3 separate regions of the Gossypium hirsutum genome follow, and all the other regions are linked to region 2. A link is a contact called in public Hi-C data. All regions are on one chromosome and are shown on one strand. The core of a region is the stretch at or near the end of the contact, and the rest is flanking DNA. Distances in the headings are between cores, read along the strand shown.

Region 1 (3,422 bases), core at 875-3,374, 240 kb before region 2:
TTAACTTGTGATATTTATTAAATCACTTAAAATGAATGAAAAAATTCTTTGTTGACATAACATACACCGCAGATTGTCACGTGAATGTCATATTAATAATTAATTAAATTTAAAAAATTCAAAAAATTATTAAAACAAAGAAAATAATTTTAAAAAAATTAGTTAATTGTTAACGTGACAATCCATGCATATGTTAATTCAACAAAGTTAACGTTATAATAAACATCGATAATAGCAATAAAACGATTGCAAAGCAATAAAAAAAGGGAAAATAAAACAGAAACTCTTTAAGGGAAAAAACCACAGACAGAAAAAGAAATTCACTAATGTTAAAAACTGATTGATATAAGAAGAGTTTCGACTACATCTATAAGTTGAAAAATCTTATTTTAATCAATGTCAAATAGAATTCGAGTCATACAAACTCTAAAAATTAACAAACATTAATTTTTCTATTCAATTTTATGATGATTCAATAAATAATACAAATTTAAAAACTAAAAAGGATGAAAAATAAAATAGAAGGTTAAAATGGTTTTTTTGTAAAGTTATATGAGCATTTTATTGCTGTTGAGGCTTCGTGTAATTGATTTCTTTGGCTTATTACTGATTTTGACAAACTTGCTTTGATAGTATAATTAGAAAAACATAGTATTACTTCATTTAATACGTTGACAATTAAATTTTTAAGCTATACAATCTTTTTTTTGATAAATTTTAAGCTATACAATCAATTTCATAAGATTGGGAATATGTGTCGATTAAAAATTTGTAAAAATATTTGAGACAATACTCTTGAGATTTGACATAAATCTTAAATCAAAACCAACGTTTGAAAATTTCATCACTGCTCTAATGTTAAACAAATCAAATTAATTAGTTTAGTTTAGTTTGAAAACTGACTTCTGACATAAAACTATTTTTATTATACTTTACTATCTATATTCTTAATTGCAAAAATAATATATTAAGAATTTAGTAATGTCATTGTCAATGAAATTTTTAGATTTCACAAATAGAATTAAAAAATTAATCAAAGTATTTTATATAGGTATAATAAAATAATAGAAAAATAAACATTTAAAAAAAAGAAACATGTGACAATTTTTTAAATTGTTCACTATTAATATATCAAATATTAACTCTATATTACTCAAAACATCATAAAATAATGTGTTTAAACATACCCAAGCAATCCTCCTAATTAATATTATCTATTGAATTTTAAGTTTTAAATCAAATAATTACAAGAATTAAATTCATAAAATTAAGGACATAATTTCATCTCCAATTCATCAACTATAAAACCAAAAACATCCTCTTCTTTTTCTTCCTTTATTTTTTTTTTCTCGTTTATTTTGCAACATGGAATCTGGGTTTAGTTGTATTTGGAAATTCTTTTTAGAAAAAAAAAGAAAAAAAAACTTAAAATTCTTAAATCGTATTCTCAACAACAACAATAATTAAAAACTGGGCGTCGGAACATTCTTTAAGAAATGACTAAAAAATTGTCTTTTTAGAGCCAACTGCCTATGGTCCCAACCGCCAAGTCTTAAGCCAGAAGCCTTTTTTGCCAGACATACTATGGTGGCAATTGGCAAAGCAGCCACATGGTTTTCACTTTCCTTTTCTAGATAAGTTCTTACAAACTAAAAAGCAACCCGGCTTAGTAGGGCCCTCCTGCTTTGGCATCTATGTCACTACAAACCTAATCCTCAATATCACTAAAGCACCAATTGGCTAATGATAAGGAAGACACACCTTCATTTCTCATTAAATCTTTTTTTTTTTGTTGAATGAGGTGGAATGTGTTGGGCTGAAAATGATTCACTAACTATTTCCAAATTCTCTTGAATATTATATTTGTTTCATTCCTAATCCAAATTATGCAAGGAATCTTTAACATTATTGCAAATTTGGAATATCTTAACTTCACAATTAGGTAGCTAATCATCATAGAGGGAGAGATAAGTACCTCAAGGTTGAACCATGGGATCAGATGGTTCCGAATCTCCTAGCCATTGCAATGGGGCTTCATCATCCATTTCTGAAGTTCCTTTTTCCTGACTCTGACATTCTAACAATGGATTGCAAAACTGTTCCATCTGGTCACGGATTGCTTAGGAATCAAGTTACGGTTAAATCTAATTTAAAGACTTCACCTAAGATGAATGTTAATGTAATACATACAATATAATGCTTGATTAACAATACATACCTCAAGTAAGCAGGTTACATCACTTTATTTATAAAGGAACCTCAGCTTAATTTATTAAGATGGAGAGTCATATTGTCTTCTTTTTCATATTTAAATTGAAAATAAAAAGAGGGAAAAGCTGGAGCTGGAAAATCCACAAAAACGGATGACCCTTGAACCCAAAGCTTCACTAGCACCTAACTCTGTCAGCCTTGTCTTTTAAGCAAACAGCTCAAACCCCATTATTCTTTCTCACAACATGGTTTGGTTGCTCATCAAAGAACTCAAACCAAAAAGTTCCACCCTTCAGTCCAAGCGTCCTAGCCAAAGCATCCAGCTTTTTAGCAGTTTCAAGTCTCCCAGCAGTAGTCATCACCGGTATACAGAAAGGATGGGATCGTTCCAAGCGCCTCCTGGAATGAGAAGCTCTGCATTGTTAGAAACTTCATGTGGATATTTACTTCAAGAGTTGCAGGCAAGAGATTCTCTATTTTATTTCCCCTTGATAATATTTTAAGTAAAGCTGTGGTTGTAATCAGATCATACCTTGTGATATGTAATGGAATAGATGATATGGAATGAAGTTGGAGAAGATCAGTCAGAAAGAGAGAAGGTTCTACTAGAATTAGAGCAGGAATGTCTGGAGGTCTACCGGAGAAAAGTTGACCGAGCAAATATGTCAAGAGCTCGCCTTCATCAGGAACTCGCCGAATCTGAAGCTGGATTCACTCACCTTCTTTTGTCCCTTGGTGAACGATCCCTTCCCGGACGGGTACCATATCGATCAATCTCTGCCTTGTTTGAAGCTGAAAGTTCATATTTAACCTACACACACGCATACATATATGTATATATCAAAAGATGCATGGTATTTCATATGGTTCAAAACATCAAAAGGATAAAAGCAATCTAGATTCCATTGATTTTTGTCGTAAACGAAACAACTGAGAACAATGTTCCTGTTAGCAGTAAAATTGGGCAATAAAAATATGGAGATTTGATCCACTCAACATGCAGCTCGAGAAAGTAATTGTTAATGTTGATTGCTTGGTTCCATAACCTCCTACTTAATGTCTCTGCAGCCAGAGAAAATGTCAGGAACAATAAAGCAACAACTTGATTCCATTACGCCAGCATTGCGGGAAATGCGGTTGAGGAAAGAAGAGAGAGTAAACCAGTTCAGAGCTGTACAAGGGCAAATTCAGAAAATCTCTGCCGAAATTGC
Region 2 (3,058 bases), core at 361-2,860:
GTTAGCTTCTACCATAAATGGTTGCCTGGTTTACATGTAGGTGTCGTTAGCCAATTGGTAGACAAAGAAATTATGGAGCTTTCTTGATGGACAACCTTCCTCTTGTGAAATCTTTTAGTGGAAAAGTTGGCTTTGAATCTCAACGTGTTGGTTTCTTGCAAAATCAGAGTGTTCCCATATTCACATGATACAATCAAATATGCTAGTGGATGTATTGTTGGTTGCTCTCTTTTAGCTATCCATGGTGGAACAAAGGATGGGAAGAAGTTCCAAGCTGATTGGAATGCCATTAAAGCTGTTAAAAATGCACTTAAAATGCCAGTTTTTGCCTGTCTCTTTGTACTAATCCCGCTGTTAGTTATATGTTTCCATGAGTTATATGTGTTGTGTAAGTGGTTGTAGTGTTTAGTACAAAGTTTGCAATTTTTCAGTCTTGTTCTATTTTATTTTGTCACTCAACATGAGCTACTCAGATGATATAGCAGAGTGTATCTCAATTTTTTTACTTCTGCATGTAATAAAATGCCTCACATTTTGGAAATGTTTTACCTTCTACTTATTAATAATTTTATGATTGTTTGGAAAATGAAATTTGTGTTTGTGTTTGGTCATTGCTCAATAATTTGGAGCATGTTTTAACTAAAATATATACATATGGTTGTTTATGTAAATTAATTTGTATTTAACCATAAATAATTATTATTTAATTCAAAAATAAATAAAATTATGTTAGAAAGAATTTTTTTGAACGAGTATTCTTTGATGTTCAAAGCTTAGATTTTGTAAAAATTTTGTTAAAGCCAAATCATCCGAACATAAAAAAAAAATTTATAAGTTCATTTTTGAGAAATTATATTTTTAAGTAATTTTTCATGTAATAGCACACCCTGATTATTAATATATCGAGGATTAACCACTAATATAATAATAAAAGAATATATTGATATTAAATCTGTAGTTCACATCCCAATCCAAAACACTAAACAACTCCGATTCTTCTCCTATATATATTAATATGTTCAATTTTATATAAAATATAGAAAACACAACCTAATACAACTTATAAAATTATAATATTTTTGTAAAAAAAAATCTAATAATTAAATCTTAACGACTCAACACTTGCTTCCCTCCTATCACAATTTTGAGTTCCAAAAGTAAAATGAGACACAAAAGCGGTTGAATTATTTAAAGTTATTGAGTTATTAAATTTTTTTAAAAAAATTTGATTAGTGAATTTTAAGTGACACTTCAATGATCAATAAAATAGATTAATATTTATTAATAAGTATAATAACATATCTTATATCTAAGTTAATTTGATAATTAATGTCAAAAATTAAAGAACAATATTTTTTGAATGTTAGTTTGAAATTTATAACATTCAACATTATTTTTTAAAAAAAATTAAACTGTAAAAAGAAAGAGTAAGAAAATCTTTCAATTTGTGCAAGTAATACAAACGAAAAAAGTTATACAATAATTATTTTAATCATTCAATAGCTTAAATAAAAACTTTTAAATTATTTTAAAATTTTTAAAATTAAATAATTAAAATATAATTTACAAATAATTTAATAATATTCAGCGCAATTAGATAGAATAAAAATTGGTGTGGGAATGGGTGGACCTCACAACAGACCGCCCAAGAATAAGAAAATGGTTCCCTTAGATATTATTGCATCTCCACCAAGTAAGATCCTTCCACGTGTCCTTCTAGAATCCTCTATTTGCTCCCAGAAAAGTAAAGAAAGATGAAATTGGAAAACCGCCCGCTCTGGCATTGTGATATCCTTAGATCCGATATAAACCGTTGGATCTCATCTAACATCCCATATGAATTCATCTATAAAATAAATAAAATTGCACTTGTTTTACACCGTAGATTACGATCGTTTATTTTCTCTCAAAAAAGTGAAGCAAAGAATACTTGCATCAAACAGATGGCAACCATGGAGAAGGTATTTTGATCTCTTCTTTCTTCTTCTCCTCCTTTCTCCCTTATTTTCAAAATTTAAGCTTAGAGCTTTTTTGTTTGTGATTTGATTTAAAATTTTAGGGGTTAGAGTTTGAGAACAAGAATTTAGGCCTCAAGCACCTAAACTTCGTCAGGGTGGCTACAATCCACGCCTTGGTTTGCGTCTCGAACCTTTACGATTACTCTAAACAGAACTCGGGGCCGTTGAGATCCACCGTTGACGCCGTCGAGCATGCCGTTACCACTGCCGTCGGTCCCGCCTACGGGAAATTTAAGGATGTTCCTGATCATTTTCTTGGATTTCTTGATAACAAGGTATTCGCCCATTAAGAAAAAATCACTGTTTGGAACTTTTGATCAGAAGTTTCTGTTGATTAGTTCTTTCTCGTCTTTAAGTTTAGCAAGTAATTTTAGTATTTTGAAATTCATCGGAAGAGTAAGGATTAAATCTAATATTTTAAAAATGGGGAAAGTTAAGTTTAGCGTGAACCAATTTATTCCTAACTTTATTATCGTATTTGATTAAAATAACCGTAGGTAGATGAGGTTTCACACAAATTTGACGAGCATGCTCCAGCACCAGCCAAGCAAGTGGTTAACCTGGCCCACGATTTGGTCCAAAAGGCAACCCAAAAGGCTCAGAAACTAGTAGAGGAGGCTCGAACCAATGGAGCACGAGGGGCTTTGCACTACGCTGCAGCTGAGTACAAGAACTTGGTGTTGGTAAGCTCGACCAAGTTGTGGGTTAAACTGAACAGCAACTTGACTTTCAACTCAGTGACAGAAAAGGTTGTTCCCAAAGCAGCTAATTTGTGTGAGAAATACAACAGTTGGTTAAAGGAGAAGAGCGGAAAAGGTTATCCTGTGGTTGGGTATTTACCATCGATTCCCGTTGATGCCTTTGGGAAGGCTGTTAAGGAAGCTGAAGGAAAAGAGAAAGCAAATGCGGATGATCATAAATCTGAATCAGATTCAGATTAGGTGTTTGGTTTCTGAGTGTGTTAGTAGAGAGGCAATGTGATGCTTTGCCATTGTAAATTGGCTACATGTTGAATCTAATATGACTTGGTTCGTTTAGAT
Region 3 (3,211 bases), core at 455-2,954, 210 kb before region 2:
TGATTTAATTCTTAATAATTATTAACATCATTATTGATATAATACCATTTTATGTTTACCCATTGCATACATAAATAATTATATTTCTCCAATATAAAATTATTTAATTTATTTATTTCTTTAAATGTGTATAAATAAAACAAAAATAAAATTTTATATATACATTTGAACCACAATCAAAGTTCATGTATAGTTTTAAAATTTATCATTTATTAAAATTATAAAAATAAATAAATTTTAGACATTTGAATCTGTACATCTATTTGTCCAGCTTTATTTTAGATATAAATTTTTAAATTAAAAAAATAAACATATATTTTAAATTAAAAATTTAAAATAAATACTTAAAAGAAATAATTTTTTAACATTTATTCAATGAAATTTGAGGGCTTAAATATAGAAAGATATGTCTAATTGATAAAACCCAGATCTCTCCATCTATCTTTTGCTCTTTCAATGCTGACCCTCTACAAAGCACCTAAACATGTGCCCCAAGATCCCTTCACTTTGAATATCAGACTTTATGCCTGGTCTTATAGGTGGAGCAACTATTGTTGAGGAACCTGATGACTCTCAGTTGATTTCAAGCAAGAATCCCCACGTTATGCTCTATTCTGCTTTCTCGTAGATTCTACAATGTTGATTTTTGGTGAACTCCTCAACAAGGATAAAAAGTGGATTAATATTATTCTTATCTCAATTCCACTCCAAACCATAGACAATTGGCAGCAATGAGCAGCTTGCGCTTCTAAAACCTACATCAAATTTCTCTGCCCCTAACTTGATATTGCAAAGTGTAAAAAAAAAAAAAAAAACCCCTACAATTTTAACTTAAAAAAGGTAAATTACACAGTTGATCCCCTAAATATTCTCATGTGTTTTTATTTTGGACACTAAAAATAAAAAAATTTTGCAAAAATGGCACTACCATTACAAACCATTTTCATTTTTGATCACTCATCATTAAATTGGGGTTAAACAATAGTATTGTAGACTCTCTTTAATTACTCAACTTTAGTAGGTTTTCATTTTAGTAATTCATTTCCTTTTTTAGAATTAATATTATTTAAAAAAAAGGTTTTTATGAGAAATTGAGTTATTTAGCTGCAGAAATGAAATTCAAATCATTGTAAAAATTCATGTTTTTCATGATTAAAAAACTTAGGTTTTCCTAATTTTATTAAAAAACTAAAATTATTTCAAAAAAAGATAAAATGCTTTTTTGTAAAAACTTAAGTTTTTCCTATAAAACTCAGGTAATTTCTTGCAAAACCTTAGATTTTTCTTTTTTTTCCAAAGAATTAAAAATAATTCTTGAAAAGAAAAAAAATTGAGAAAATTAAAAATATAAATTGGTTTTTCCATGTAAGAACCTATGTTTTTCCTTGTAAAGATTCAAGTTTTTTTCCTTGTAAAAATTAATTCTAAAAAAGGACATTAAAAAGATAAAATGAGTGGCTAAAATAGAAATTTACTAAAGATAGATGACTAAATTGAGTGTACACTAAGATTGCATAACCCTGAAAATAAGGGTGGGTAACTAAAATGAAAACGGTTTGTAATGACACTGCTCTTTTTGCAATTTTTAAAAATTTTCATGGCCAAAATAAAAAGTTCTGAAAGTTGAGTGACCCAAATTTAAATTTCCCCTAAAAAAGAGAGAGAAAGAAAGTAGGAGGGGAGACCCTTGGTATCCGCAACGTGGAAGTGAAGTAAACATACGAGAAAAGAGAGCAAAGGAAAGGCAAAAGGAGCGCCAAATATCGAGGGTCGAGGGCCATCACGGTCTTTTTGTCATAAGTTTATGTTACCTTCTCTACTTCACTTCTCCAATAGGAAAAGAAAAAACCCTAGCGGCTACACTCTTCCCTCACTTTCTAAACTAACAGAATAAATCAATCACGGAAATGGAGTTTTCTCAAGCCGACTTCGATCGCCTTTTAGTCGCCGAACACACTCGTAAAACGTCTGAAGTGAACTACGCTAAGGACCCTCTCGATGCTGAGGTTCCTTCTTTATTTCTATCCTTTCAATTTTTTTTAATTCGTTTCTTTGTTTGCAGTTACTTTCCTCTGTTAATTGATTTTAATAGTAATGAGGTTTTAATTCTTTTATTCTTGTTTTCTTCTTTGGTTTGAGGTTTTCTTTTAAAGAAATTGTTCTGCGTTTCCTATTATCTGTTAAAAATGTTTGCAGAATTTAACCAAATGGGGAGGGGCTTTACTCGAATTAGCTCAATTTCAGACTGTTTCAGATGCAAAGCAGATGATAAATGGTACTCTACCATGTTCTTGAGTTTATTCCTATTATTAGTTTTTGCTAATGCAATGAATATTGATCATTTAGATGCAATTTCGAAATTGGATGAGGCGTTGATGATAAATCCATCCAAGCACGAAACTTTGTGGTGCATGGGAAACGCTCTTTCCACTACTGCATTTATGACTACCGATTCTGACGAGGCAAAAGTTTCTTTTGATAAGGCAGCTCAGTTTTTCCAAAGAGCTGTTGATGCGGTAACTTCTTTGTTTTTTTGACTCTTATGCCTGTTTTGAAGATCCCAAATTGAGGGTTTCGGACGCTAATTTGGGTTTTATTTTTTAAATATTTTTTTGGGTTGTAGGATCCTGGCAATGAGCTTTATCAAAAGTCTTTGGAAGTTGCAGCTAAGGTAAACCTGCTTTTCTTTTAAGTTTCATAACACGGGAACAAAGATGTATGCTTTTTTTATGTAAATATAACCTTATGTAATTTAATTGATGTTTTAATATTTTAGCTGCATTGTTTGATGTGGTAATTATTTGAAATGAACTTGGTGTGGTAATCTGGACTTAGTTTTCTGAAAGACAGAAGCAGGATACCTTGTTAATGATAAGGTTATGGCTAGTGCTTAATTAAATATTAAGATATTTTGTTACTATGGCTGGTTTAGTGGGATTGGTGTTTTCCTTTTGTTTTACCTACTTTAAGCTGGTTTGCATTTCTTTTTTATTTAATTTTTTTTTTGTGTTAAATGGATGTGTTTATTTTCTTGGGAAAGAGAATCTAGGGCAGTGCGGGTGAGGAGTGGATGTTTTGCTGATGATACTTTGTGCTCTGATTTGCCTAAATTTTTAAATAAGCTTGGACTTTGTTCATCTTCTTAGGCTCCAGAGTTACATATGGACTTCCAAAAGGCTGCAGCTAGCCAACAGAGTATGGGTGGGGCATC

The links. A called contact is a pair of places that touch in the nucleus more often than the background predicts.
Region 1: a contact with region 2 is called in a Hi-C map of leaf, with 2.4 times the contacts expected there. The contact joins the promoter of LOC107886466 here to the promoter of LOC107886462 in region 2. A contact is called at or near these places in 4 of 34 Hi-C or Micro-C datasets (hypocotyl, leaf and petal).
Region 3: a Hi-C map of leaf shows a contact between it and region 2, with 2.7 times the contacts expected there. The contact joins the promoter of LOC107886464 here to the promoter of LOC107886462 in region 2. A contact is called at or near these places in 7 of 34 Hi-C or Micro-C datasets (callus and leaf).

The regions. Positions count from the first base shown.
Region 1 is chrA03:92,337,769-92,341,190 of Gossypium_hirsutum_v2.1, reverse strand. It overlaps LOC107886466 (65-kDa microtubule-associated protein 8), which reads left to right and starts at 2,124. Exons shown (of 11, transcript XM_016810430.2): 1 at 2,124-2,672; 2 at 2,766-2,969; 3 at 3,280-3,422. The coding sequence starts at 2,457.
Region 2 is chrA03:92,094,137-92,097,194 of Gossypium_hirsutum_v2.1, reverse strand. LOC107886462 (REF/SRPP-like protein At1g67360) reads left to right here and starts at 1,610. Exons shown (of 3, transcript XM_016810426.2): 1 at 1,610-1,961; 2 at 2,060-2,293; 3 at 2,516-3,055. The coding sequence starts at 1,755. The coding sequence ends at 2,959.
Region 3 is chrA03:92,302,649-92,305,859 of Gossypium_hirsutum_v2.1, reverse strand. It overlaps LOC107886464 (mitochondrial import receptor subunit TOM20), which reads left to right and starts at 1,704. Exons shown (of 6, transcript XM_016810428.2): 1 at 1,704-2,006; 2 at 2,197-2,275; 3 at 2,347-2,516; 4 at 2,624-2,671; 5 at 3,147-3,211. The coding sequence starts at 1,908.